Regions from separate parts of the Mus musculus genome. Here all the other regions are linked to region 3. A link is a contact called in public ChIA-PET and HiChIP or PLAC-seq data. All regions are on one chromosome and are shown on one strand. The core of a region is the stretch at or near the end of the contact, and the rest is flanking DNA. Distances in the headings are between cores, read along the strand shown. Region 1 overlaps Cd44 (CD44 antigen). Region 2 holds the start of Cd44 (CD44 antigen). Region 3 has its middle 57 kb from the start of Gm34483.

The links. ChIA-PET counts read pairs in DNA pulled down with a chosen protein or histone mark. HiChIP or PLAC-seq counts read pairs in DNA pulled down with a chosen protein or histone mark.
Region 1: an H3K27ac HiChIP or PLAC-seq map of thymic regulatory T cells shows a contact between it and region 3, with 5 times the contacts expected there. The contact joins two enhancer-like sites. A contact is called at or near these places in 1 of 15 datasets of contacts at CTCF or cohesin (CD8 T cells), 10 of 484 Hi-C or Micro-C datasets (B cells, the MC38 cell line, bone marrow-derived macrophages and 6 more), 10 of 115 datasets of contacts at active chromatin or transcription factors (CD8 T cells, the HPC-7 cell line, the NIH/3T3 cell line and 6 more) and 1 of 9 other capture datasets (bone marrow-derived macrophages).
Region 2: a contact with region 3 is called in an RNA polymerase II ChIA-PET map of memory CD8 T cells, with 1,417 read pairs. The contact joins the promoter of Cd44 here to the enhancer-like site in region 3. A contact is called at or near these places in 2 of 39 promoter capture datasets (macrophages and neutrophils), 1 of 15 datasets of contacts at CTCF or cohesin (CD8 T cells), 34 of 484 Hi-C or Micro-C datasets (the 3T3-L1 cell line, the AML12 cell line, B cells and 22 more), 12 of 115 datasets of contacts at active chromatin or transcription factors (CD8 T cells, the HPC-7 cell line, Th17 cells and 9 more) and 3 of 9 other capture datasets (bone marrow-derived macrophages, liver and macrophages).

The regions. Positions count from the first base shown.
Region 1 is chr2:102,871,553-102,875,789 of GRCm38.p6, forward strand. All of the region lies in intron 1 of Cd44 (CD44 antigen), which reads right to left. Among named protein-coding and RNA genes, the nearest start is that of Gm23731, 24 kb to the right of the region's middle. Within about 2 kb of position 2,434, at least 94 of the 459 cell types and tissues checked have an H3K27ac peak or open chromatin away from gene starts, as enhancers often do. A contact at or near this core is called in CD8 T cells, the NIH/3T3 cell line, Th17 cells and 4 more, where this site is marked.
Region 2 is chr2:102,899,680-102,903,643 of GRCm38.p6, forward strand. It overlaps Cd44 (CD44 antigen), which reads right to left and starts at 1,986. Exons shown (of 9, transcript NM_001039151.1): 1 at 1,589-1,986. The coding sequence starts at 1,667.
Region 3 is chr2:102,995,435-102,999,967 of GRCm38.p6, forward strand. No RefSeq gene overlaps it. Among named protein-coding and RNA genes, the nearest start is that of Gm34483, 57 kb to the left of the region's middle. Within about 2 kb of position 2,622, at least 66 of the 459 cell types and tissues checked have an H3K27ac peak or open chromatin away from gene starts, as enhancers often do. A contact at or near this core is called in B cells, the C2C12 cell line, CD8 T cells and 15 more, where this site is marked.

The DNA.
Region 1 (4,237 bases), core at 1,184-3,683, 120 kb before region 3:
TGCACAAGTTTGGCGATCATTTATGAAGTTAGACCTCCTGAAAATAGACAGCAATATATCACACATGCAGACCACCAGGAGACACTTATGAACACACTGTGCCCAAGAGAGGTGGATAGCTCTCCAACTCTCCCTTCTTTAGATGACCCCAAAAGAATTGATGCTTGCTAGCATGAACTAGCCATATGCTTGGTCTTTTCTGCTCTCTCCCCAAGAGTTATGAGGCAGAATTAAGTATTTTTCTGTTGATTTGGCTCACAGTAGACTGTAGTGGAGAAAAGTCGCCGTCTTAGAGATAGTAGACATAGAAGCCAGACCAGTTTCCTGTGTTCCGTGACTTGCCTAATTACCACAGTTTACTTATCATGGGTTGTAGGAACACCAGCAAGCAAAGACAGCGCCTTTTCTGGGTGATGTTACAGTTTTCAATAGTTTTGCACCTAATAATTCATTTTATTCTCACGACAATCCTATGGAGCATGTTCTTTTATTAACCACACCTCACATGCATTGATTAATTCATTGAGAAGTCTTAAGGAAGTGGTAGAGCCAGGTACAGACTGAACAGTCAGGCTGTTTGAGTCACAGGGTTAAGTGGTAGCTTAGACATGGAACAGATCTGAACACTATCAGAATCCCATTTGTTACCCAATTTCCTTTACTCTGCCTGAAGGGGGAAGGTCTTCACCCAACAGGTCTGAGTTGCTACAGTGGAAAAATCACCATACTATTGGATCTGTTATCCTCTCTCAGGGAAGAGTTCCTGAACTGCAACTTGTTCACTGGCTTTATCCAACCGAGATTCTCTCTGATCTTATCCTGTTCTCTTCTCAAGACATTTTTGAGAATTGGAATGGTTCAGTCCTGGCTGCAGTTTCAGCCTTCTGTCCTTTATATCCCAAGTGCTCCAGCCATGCTCAGGCAGAGCTAATGAGAAGAGCTGGCATTCTGCTTTGATCCACAGCTGGGTTCACTTGTGACTTTCCGAAATGTCTATTGGCAATCCCAAAGGTCTAGACTTACCAAGTAGATGTGCTAGGCTGATGGAGCTGGAACCTGACACCCTTGCTTGATGGTCCTTAACAGAATCTAGCCCCCTATGAGACTGCCACACTAATTGCGTGGGCAGTGAGTGGCAACCAGTGCACATGTGGGTTTTACTTTCACAGTGTTTGGCATTTAAATCCAAGGCTCTTTTACTGCCCTCTGACTTGCAGAGCTTACATCTTACACAGAAGATGACACAATTCATGAGCCTAGCTCTGCTGATTCTGATTAGAAGCAAGTAGGGAACGTGCCATTTTTCTTTAAAAAAAAACAACAAAAAACAAAAACATATTGGTAATTAGATCATCCATGATTAAAGGTAGGACAATAAAGGGCCTTAAACAAATTAGCTGTGAGAAACAAGAAAATAAAATTGAGAGCTTGGTCCCCTAGACCATTATGAAGAAAGCACAATCTCAGGGGACTTTAATTGCAGCATCCTGACTCCTGGTACAATGCTTCTAACAAAGTATATTTTATAAGATGTTTGAGCATGCTGTTCCCAATAAATCTACAACTCATGGCCAGGGAGCATCATTCCGAAGTACATCATGGGCAAGTCACTCTTTTTCCACTTGTGCGATGTCTTTGCAGCTCAGAAGTTTCCATCTGGGAACCATTCAAGCTGTATAGCCCCTGCTTCCACCAAACCTGCCAGTACAGAAGAAGGCTGGCAGCTTTCCCATTGCCCCTACACCACTTGTGCCATCGTCTGACTCCCATGTGACGGGTGCCTAATGAAAGAGTATATTGTTCAGCATCTACTTTTGAATGAGGCCAAAATCATTCTTGGTGCTAGATAGCCTTTGGCTGCCCACTGCAGACCATGAGTAACTAGTGACTCAGTCTCTCCCGGAATCATCCCCAAGGCGGGTGAAGTTTTAATGAGCAGAGAAGACAGTCATGCACAATCATATGGAGGGAATTTCCTTCAGAATTTGTCATGGGGTGCTTTTAGTTGAGCTATTCATCTCTTGGCACTCAAAGGGGAAAGGCACCCCAATATCTGGGGGCCTGGCTGGACACCCTGACCTCTCAGTCTCTAGTTTAAGGAACAAGGAGTCCATCATGAGCCAACAGGACTCTATGAAAGAGCAACCCCCTTAGAAGCTGTCACCCGGGCCATTCTGCCAAGTCCTCCAAATAGCCAACCCATTGCATAGTCTAGAGATGCCTTGAGTTGTTTTTAGAACGTGAGAAGAAGCCTTCTTCCTGCCTTTTGCTTCTGTGTTGGGTACATGGGCAGTAAGACCCTGCTGAAGATTTCCCCCCTTCTTCTGGATCTATCAAGGTGCTTGCTTGCCCCTAGTTTTATCTCACTAAATAGGAGTTCTGTAAGTCCAAGTCCTCCATGGGGAACAAGCCTCCAGGAAGACAGATGAAACAAGAAACCACAGTGTGTACCCTTGTGTGTTGCCATGGCAACCAGGAAATCCACTGGCCTTAACACCTTTGGTTTTTTGTTTTGTTTTGTTTTTTTTCCACTTTTGGATCTTATTGATTTAGCAGATTGACTAGCACAAACTCAGGATGTGGTTAAGTGGACTGACAAAGCAGCAGAAGGCCACATACGGTTTTTCCCGCTGCAGTTCGGAGAGGCAAGAACGACAGCTCCACTTTGTCTTGCAGTTATTTTTTTTTCTGGGCAGCTGTAATTACTTTGACATCATCTAATTAGAGTACACCTTCTGCACAAGTCTAGAGGCAGCACTTTGAAAGACTGGCAGATCAAGAGAGGGACCTCGTGAGAGACAAAGCAGAATAAGAAGCGGTTACTTGTTATTATCTGCACTTGAGAAGCGATCAGTGAGTCCTGGCATGCTGGTGAGCCAGTCTCCATCTAGAAGGAGGATGCACGGGTCACACCCAAATCCTATTCACTATAAGCTACGTGACCTTGAACTACTTGCAGTAGGATCTGTGACACATCTAGCCTTTCTCTCTCCTTCAGTAAAATGAGAATATGCTCAAAAGGCTTTGTATGGTTTTTTTTTTTTTATGGAAATAGCCTTATGCAATCACACACATGTCACCTGGAAAATCATTTTTAAGAGAATAGAAATCATAATACTAACTAAATAGTATAATCACTAGTCATGGGTAATCTCAAATCTAAATAAAACTAATTGATAGCATCAAAGCTAGGACATCTTCAGGACTTGTGAGATAAAAGGGCTCAGAGTATGGGTTTGCATACCTGAGGCACATTCAAATATCAGAAAGGGCCATAAAATTCCCACAGGAATAAAGACATGTGTTGGTGTCACTCTCTGTAGAACAGAATGCATCGTGTACTTTAGACCTGGATCACCTTGTTAATAGGACTTTATCTCATGAGATACGCAACACAAGCATACCAAAACAGTCCTTTGAAGCCTTAAGGGTCGGTACTATGCACCCACTTTACAGATGGAGAATTTAAGGAACAAGAGATGCAGGGAGAGTTTGATGAACATAGATGTTGCCTCAGATCTTCTGAGTCTACCTAGATCTTCTTGGGTTGATGCCAGGATAAGGAGGGGCAACAGCAGCATTTATAGAGCAGAGTAGTGCTCTATCTTTCTTTTGCTACCATGATGCACTGGAAAGATTCAGGATGGCTAAGACCAGTAAGTATCGTTATCTGAGGTGGAGCCAGAATGAGGGCTTTGAGATAGACCTAGAGCCTGAATCCACCTTGTTTAGTCTCACCTCAGTACCTAGCCTACCCCTCCAGTTACCCTGGCCCTCTCAAACTCCCCTATGGGAATATCTAAACCAGTCTGGAAAACTCTGAGGTAGAGGCCAGTCATTACATGATACTCATCATTTGGTCAGTCTTAACTTGAAAGTGCCAGGAAAATGGGTCACCCCACTGATGTCTATGGAAACAGACAAGGAGCAATTAGCACAGGGCCCTGAAGCTCTAAGAGTGTCACATATAAGATACATCATGCAAAAATGCTTTAGAACTCATTTGCCTAGTATAACCTTCGTATTTCTCTCCTTGTTTCAAACATAAAAGTACCTTGCAAAAGAGACCTCCTTGAAGATCTATTATCTGACCTTGCAGAGAGGAAAATAGAAAAGTTCGGACTTTTTGTACATTCTGCCATGGCTGGGTACATTTCTGTGACTGATACATTACTGTGACTGCTGGATAAACAGTGGACCTGATGAAATATCAAGACTCAGTCACTGAAGTACGGCT
Region 2 (3,964 bases), core at 736-3,235, 96 kb before region 3:
CCAACAAAGGTGGGAGCAGTGTGCCAACCTTCCTCCTGTCCTCTGAGGTCAGGTCCAGGCTCTCTCTGTCCTTCCCTCATCCATCCTGAATGTTTCTGCCTTCCAATGGATCCTAGGAGCTCTGGCTCCCTATGGGAGCCTCCACTGCAGCCTCTGCTGGCTAGACTGTTACTGTCCCTGAAGGTCTTTTCAACTTTGTCTAGCACTTGCTTTTAGATATCCCATGGCAGTCTAAGCTAGGGAACTTAATGAACCCAAGTTCACACCCAGCCCCACTCCTTGCTGTGTGACTAGGGGAAGTCACCTAACCTCTCTGAGCCTCTGTTTCCCTACTGGTAAGGTGTTGGGGGGAGCATTTGTCACCAAATCACCATGAGGATAAAATGAGATAGCTTATGTGAATTACCTAACATAGCACAGCAAAGAACACACACACAAATGGCCAATAGTGTCCTACTGCAATTATTATTTGCATTACTTCTGCATCAGCATTCAAAATTTAACATTCAACAATGGAGGTGCGATTTTCTAATCCCAACGTACCATGTCTAAAAAGAAAAAAAAACCCAGTTTGGCACCCCTTACCCCCAGAACTGGATTTAGTAATTCTTGTTGAGAGGAACTCACTGAAGTCTGAGCTGACTTAATGACCTAGCTGGCACTTCTTCAAAGAAAATTTAACTATGCTGATGATAACCAAAGCCTTCGTGGAATTATCTGTTCATATATAGATAAAGGAGGGGGGACGCTTGAAAATGAGCCATACTGGATATTTGGCCCAAGCTCCTCCTCTCCACAGCCACCAAAGTCACCAACCACATTTAGATGGGATATTAGGGACTGCGCTAAAGTTCACAGGTTACCCTGATACAGGTCCCCTCCTGCTCTGAGGCTGCCAGGCAGCAAATATGAACCCTGTTGCTGTTTGACTTTGCCTAGACTGCAAGCACTGCGCGGCTGGTCGAATTATTGCTCCGGTTATGTGTCCTCCTTGGTCCATGTTGGAACCTTTAGGCCACTCAGAGCCTCACACAAACCAGTTCAAACTCCCACAAGCTAAAATAAAGCCGTTGGTGACCAAAGCTGACTTTAAGAGCCCCGAAAACTAGTCAAAGCTGGGACCCACTGTCTTCAGCTTTTCAAGGCTCCTTTCTGAAAAGCTCATTGCCCAATCTCTGGCCTGTAGCTATGTGCACACCTTGGGGAGTGCTCTACAGGTCTGTTCCAGTGTCTGCCTCTACCTGCCTAGCCACAGTTAGCCAGGCTTGGGGAGCCCTTGAGCACCAGAGCCTGTTAGTCGGGACAGAGGCTGCGGGCATCCAAGAGTACAGTTACTTTTGAGCCATGTGCTCCAGCAAGCATGGGGACCTCGCCCAAAATCTGCGGGCAACTTGCCCAGCAAACTTTCTTCTCCCTTTCTCTTTTCCTTTCACCAAAGCAGCACTTCCCAGGCGTAAACTCTTTCCAATAGCATAGCCCCAAATCCCAGCTTTGCTTTGCTAGCCCAATTCACTACAGTCCCTCCCCAGGGCGATTCAACCCAGAGGCATCCAGCTGGAGTCCTCAGGCGCGGTGGCGGGCCACTCACCGATCTGCTGATGTGGATGTGCCAGGCTCAACTGCAAGAGGCAAAGTCCCCAAGCTGTGTGCCACCAAAACTTGTCCATGGCGTGCTGGATGAAACGGAGGGATCTAGTCGCCTCTGGAAAAGGGTCGTGGGGAGAAGGGCAACGAGGGTGAATGGAACCTGTCACTGGCTGGGGGCTGCTGGGCAATGAGACCGCTTCGGAAGTTGGCTGTGGTTTTTATTCCAGGCTTTGAAAGAGTGAGTGACCTAAGAGGGAGGGAGCGCGCGAAGGACACACCCAAAGCGAGGGGGCTGTGACTAAGCAGCCAACGGAAGTTTAAAGACACACCAGCCTGCTTTCGCTACTGCCCCTGCACTCCTGCCCTGCTCTCTTGGACAGAAGAGAATGGCCGCCCCCCTCCCCCCCCCAGCCCCCGTGCGCCCACGTTCTCCAGGGCCACTCCACAGGCTTCCTACCCTGGCCCAGCCTACCAGCCTATGAGAAGCGCTGCCTGGGACAAGGAGAATGACTGAGTTCTAAGACCTCGCCCCTCTCAGTTAAATCTTCCAGTTTCTCCTTTGCCACTAAACTTGGGAACCTGGCTAGGGAAAGACTGGTTTTCCCAGGAAGCTGAGGAAGCTGGACTTATCTTAGGGAGGAACTGAAGAAAGAAAGAGGCTGAAGGGAGAGAGAGAGAGAGAGAGAGAGAGAGAGAGAGAGAGGGAGAGGGAGAGATCCATCCTAGTGGAGAGTGCTTTCCTGGCCAGGGTGGGGACTGAAAAGTGGGGAACTTGTGGGAGTGTTCTTTCCTCTTTCCCTCTGAGAGAAGTCCAAACCGCTCATCTGATCTTTGATCCGGGGAAAACCCAAGGGTGCTCAACACATTTCATTCATGCTCTCAAAATATCTACCAATTTCTTAAATCCTTCTCGGACTCACAATCCACCCATCCATTCCTCTGTCCACCCATCTTCCTTCTGCAAATGCACTAATCTAGCCATACTACACCTGCCCACCAATTCTTGTATTCGCCCACCTGCACAACTTTTCAATCCTTTTCACACCCCTCCTCAGCTCATATCTGTTCATCATATTTCCTATCCATCCCGACGCACATACATGGTTCCCGTCTCTCATTCTACCCATCCCCATATCCACTCACACATTTAACTGTTCTTTCTTGTTTACATTTTATATTCTCTTTGCTGCAAACTTTAATACATTCAAATTCCCCTTTACATCTTGATACATTTCAAAGAGGGATGCACATTTGCCATAGTCTTCAAGGGAGAAATCTCAAGGCTGAAAATCGGGGAAAATCGTATGTAAAATTGCAATTCCCTATCTTCTCTAATACCCTGCAAGTTGCAATTTGGATATCAAAAGCTCTGTTTATTTTTAATGTGAACTAAATCTGAGTGGACTTCTTGCTGAATGAGAAACACAGAAGGCATGGCCAGGGCAGGACCCGGAATGAATCATGCCAGAATTTCTGAAGGAAAATGATATTTTGGGATTTACTGAAAGAAACTGAGAAAGTGAGAGAAATGTACACAGCCACCTGTCCATCCATTTATTCATCAAGCACGTAATGAGTGCCAGAGGGTTTCAAGAGAAGCAATCCTGGTTTGGTCTAGGCACTAGCTCCCACACAAGCCAGTGGCTGCTGCAGTATAAAATATACTGCAAACTACAGCTAGGACTGGGAAGATGGCACAGTGATAAAGTGCTTGCTGCCAAGCATGGGACAAGTTAGATCCTTGGAACCCACATGGTGCCTTAGGCAAGTTGTCCTCTACCTGTCACAGGCCTGCCACATACACACAATTAATAACTGTTAAAATGATTAAAAATAATCATTTTATTTTTCAGCCAGCTTTTTCTGTGTATAGACTAAAAGTATTCGTAAGAATTGCATTTGTTCCGAGTATCTACAAGCTTTTTGCTTTTGACTATTTTGTGAACCACACAACTTAACTGCTATGTATCACATATATAATACACGACATTCCACTTTGTTAGGTACTACAAATATGCAGCAGCGATTAGAAGAATATGTGTGGGTTATATGTAAATACTGAGCCATTTTACATAAGGGAATTCATCTTCTGAAGGTTGCATATGAAGCTTGGGTTTTCTGAAAGTGATCTGCTGAGAAGGATCTCTGTCTGTCTCTGTCTGTCTCTGTCTGTCTCTGTCTGTCTCTGTCTGTCTCTGTCTGTCTGTCTCTGTCTGTCTCTGTGTCTGTCTGTCTCTCTGTCTGTCTCTGTCTGTCTCTGTCTGTCTCTGTCTGTCTCTGTCTGTCTGTCTCTGTCTGTCTCTGTCTGTCTCTGTCTGTCTCTGTCTGTCTGTCTCTGTCTGTCTGTCTCTGTCTGTCTCTGTCTGTCTGTCTCTGT
Region 3 (4,533 bases), core at 1,372-3,871:
GTTGGGAAAACGGCTCAGCCAGTAAAGTGCTTGCTGTGTAAGCATGAAGAACTAAGCCTAGATCCCCAGCACTCTTGTGAAAGCTCCATATATGCCAGTGTGCACCTGTAACCCAGGGCTGGGGAGCAGAAGGTGGAGGGATTCCTGGGAATTGCTGGCTAGCCAGTCTACCTGTATCTGCAAGCTCCAGGTTCAGTGAAAGACTGTCTCGATGATGATAGGATGAGGAGGAGGAGGAGGAGGAGAGCAATAGAGGAAGAAGACACCCAACGTCAATTACTGGCTTCTTCACTCAAGTGCAAACATGCATGCACACATATACTATACTCTAAACAACAACAAAAACAGCTAGGTCAATGTGGGTGGTATTTGAACTCTTTGGCTTTGAGTTTGTGACGTGCAGTGACTGTGGTTCATGAACACTAGTATTTTGCTGGAAAAATTAGCATTGAACATAAAAACCAATGTCTCTTTTCTTCTTGGGTATATTACTGGCGAATTGACCTTAGTCATTAAGCAGGAAGAGTCACACTGGGGAGAACGCTGGGGGGAAACACATACAACAGAACACAGAGAGCTGGTGATTCAATTATTTCTCATATTCCCCTCTCCTTTGTAGTTAATTAGACAACACCCCTTTCTCCACCTTATCTCTCTGTTGAGGTCATATCAACTATTATCTGCCCTCTAGTTTATTTAAAACCACCTGAATAATTCATTATACAAAGAAGCTTATCATCTTTCTTCTATGTCCCATTACTCAAGAATAATTAGCAATGAAATACTTCAGACCTACAGAATGACAGAGAGACAAACAAAAGCACCCAGATTTAGCAAAGGTTAGCCCTCTTTCAGAGTTGCTTAATACATTTTTAATAAAGCTCTCAGCCACCTCTGGAACATTTACCAGAATATTTGGTCTTCTGTTCATATTCTTGAACATATGTTAGGGATTTCCCTGAAGTAGGTACTCTATCAGTCAGATAATGGTCTTTACTGTTCCAGTACGGTTTATTCCACAGGCAAGGCATGAAGCCAAGGGGTTTGTAGTTGCAGTGTGGCTTTGAGCAACAGACCCAAGCTCCAATTCCCGCTTGCTAGCTGAGAAAAAGCAGACAAGTGCTCATGCCTATTTTCTCATTTACAAAGATGCTAAGGGACGAGTCAAGCAAAGGCTTAAACACTGTAGAGGACATGGGGAGTGGTCATAAGCAGCATATGTGTATCTGTTGTATAAGCTGAACACTCCTCAGAAAATCCTACCCAGTCCAACTAAAGTTGAGCCAGCCAAGAACCAGTTCACTTACATGGAAATTCATGAAAACATTAGCCTAGTAAAATGGCTGTCTGGTCTGTAATTTATCATCATCATCATCATTAATTAATTAAACCTGTAGGTGACTTTTCTCCATGCCTCTGATTTCCAAATGGATGGGATTTTATAGTGTTTTGTTGTTATTGGTGGTTGTTGTTAAGGTAGTAGTGGTGGTAGCTGTAAGTGATGGTTCTTTTTATTTTTGTTGGTGGTGGTGGCTGTTAGTGATGGTTGTTTTTGTTGTTGTTGTTGTTGGTGGTGGTGGTGGTGGTGGTGACTGGTGGTTGTTTTTGTTGGTGGTGGTGGTTGTTGTTATTGTTGGTATTGATGATGGTGATTGGTGGTGTGTGTGGTGGTGGTGGTGGTTGGTTGTTGGTACGTCTGTGTGTGGTATGTGTGGTGTGCGTATGTGATGTGCGTTCATAGGTTTAGTCATTGTGTATTCACCAGTAGAGGCTAGAGGTCAATTTGGACTGTGGTTACTAAGGGGTTGTCCATCTTACTTTTGAGACTGAATCTCTTATTGGTCTGGATCCCATTCATTGTGCTAGACTGGGATCTGCCTGTCACTGCCTCTCTAATGCCAAGATTACAAGCACACACCACCATGTCCAGCTTACTTATGTTGGCTCGAGGGATCAAGTTTTCATTTTTACAAGGAAGACACTCATCAAATGAGGTATCTCTTAGCCCCAGAGCTGTACAGTTTTAAAGCACTCACGTTTATGGAAAATCTAGTGAAGCCATCAGGTAAGGAAAGGGCTAGCATAAGCATGGAGAGGAGCCTCTAGGAACACAGGCACTATTTAACTATCCTTATTTCTGTATCTTCTCTCCTTCCTAGCCTCATTTTTTATTCATCATTAAAGCATATTGCTTTTGAGAGAGCATACTTTTTAAATTCAGGAGCTCTCAACAATAGTTACACTTTAAATATCATATATGGCATTTACAGATATTTGCACACACACACACACACACACACAGAGTCTCATTCATCCAAGGCTTTCTAGATCTCTGGGACTGATGAGGTATGGGGTGAGCGGTGGTAGGGAATACCTACTGTTTTACCAAGGCAGGTTTATAAACCTAGGGTTGAGAACCACATTGGATAAACTACTTGTGGGATCTTCAGATTTATATCTGGAGATTAAGTGGGAAATCTTCTGTTTAAAAGGAGTAACTTTGTAGGTGGCATGATGCTAGCCCAAGTCTTCTGCTGAAAATTACATCTTCCATAGGATGAAGCAGACCATGGTCCAGCCAAACACTGTTTAAATCAAAACACATGTCCACAGCTGGGACAAGAGCATTAGGACCACCTAGCTGGATTCCATTGGAATGAGTCTGTGTGACACCATGCCAGCATAATTGTAAACAATCTCCCTAAAGAAGTTAGATGAAGGAGAGCCAAAAACCCAACCGATCAAACAACAACACAAACTTCCATTGGATTTAACTCAGTTTTCCAGAAAAACAAAACAAAACAAACAAACAAAAAAAACTTACACATCATACACACCACAAACCCTTATGAACAAACACCACCAAATATTAGAAACTGAAACCTGAACACATTGACACGAAGCCCCTATTTTCCTTGACCAATGCTTTCAAGTTTTCTTTCCCTTCCCCCACTTTTAATCCCCAGGATTTATAGCTCATCTCTGGCACCAAAGCAGGCACATGTTTACTGACTGATCTCACAAGCCACATGCATCTGCAGCTAGAGACCTTTTTAAATCACGCTTCTCTTTTATTTATCATGGTTTCCATGGCAAGAGGAAAATAAAGGGAAACTATGTTTAACAGCAAAGACAATAAAAGAAGCCACAGATCTCAACCAGGCGACAGCCGAGGGTAAGCTAGCTTCCCTTATGTGGATAACGCTGTGTTGCTTGCACCAACCAGATGGTTAATGCTGACTCTGGGGAAGAATCGATGTAACTCATGATCAAAAGCTACCCTTAGGACAGTCTGAGGGGGAGCTTGGACTTTGTTTCAGGCTTCTGTTGCCAAGATTTCCATTCAATGGACCTCAAGAAACCATAGAAGCCAACAGGGACTTCAGGACCAGAAATTTAATAATTAGTTCTAGCCCAGGTCATAAGCCTGGGTGATTTCTTTCATCAAACAGGTACCTTGAATTGGGGCGATCAAGAGATTACACCAGCTCTCTCCCTTGGGCTGGAGTCACAGGTCATACCCTAGAATAACCTGAAGAGTTGGGTTGCTTCATGTCTATAGCAGATAATTTCAAAGCTGGGTCCTTCCCACTCTGAGAAATCTGAGACACCACCTTTCATTCCTGAGATAGCAGTGTACTTCCCCAGTTTTTATTTTGTCACCTTGCATTCAAGTGCCTTGGCCCATATCAGTCACAGCCTTTTGATGTCCCTCTTTATAAAGGCACCAAGTACCAAGTAGTGCATTCTCACCACCATCTGACACGGGGGTAGCAGTCTCCTGGATCCGCCTACAACTTCACCTTCCTCATAACACCCCAGAGACCAGCGGCTGGAAGAAACAGCAAGAGCAGTGGTTTCTAGTAATTTGTTTCATTTTATTTTTTTAAGGGAGGGAATTCCCTCAGTGGACTTACCTAACACTAAAATGGTCTTGACATTAGACTCGCCCCACATTCTTCATGGAGGTGCTTTTTACACGACTTTTTATAGCAGTGGCTTCCCCTCTGTCTAAAACATCAAGGGAAAACCCCAGATTCTTTAACTCACCTACATCTCTGTATGCTTTCTGAGGTGATTAATGCTTAAAGCCACATCCTAGTTCGAAGGAAAGGGGCAGACAGATGAACTGGAAGAAAACACCATTTATTTCCCAGCCCCCTCTAGGCTCAGTGATGTAAAAAGTGTAACTAGTTGATAAAAATCTTTAAAATCTTCTAACTTCTAATACCTGAGAACCAAGAAGCAGAAGACATTGTCAAGGGAAAGAAAAGACTCCTTTTAAAAAGAAATTGTGTGCGTGTGTGTGTGTGTGTGTGTCTGTGTGTGTGTATCTGTGTGTGTCTGTGTATCTGTGTGTGTGTGTCTGTGTATCTGTGTGTGTGTCTGTGTGTGTGTATCTGTGTGTGTCTGTGTATCTGTGTGTGTGTATCTGTGTATCTGTGTGTGTGTGTGTGTGTGTGTGTGTGTGCATGTAGACACTTTTCCACTTTTCAGGCATTGCTTTTCTCCTTCCACAATGTGGGTTCGGAG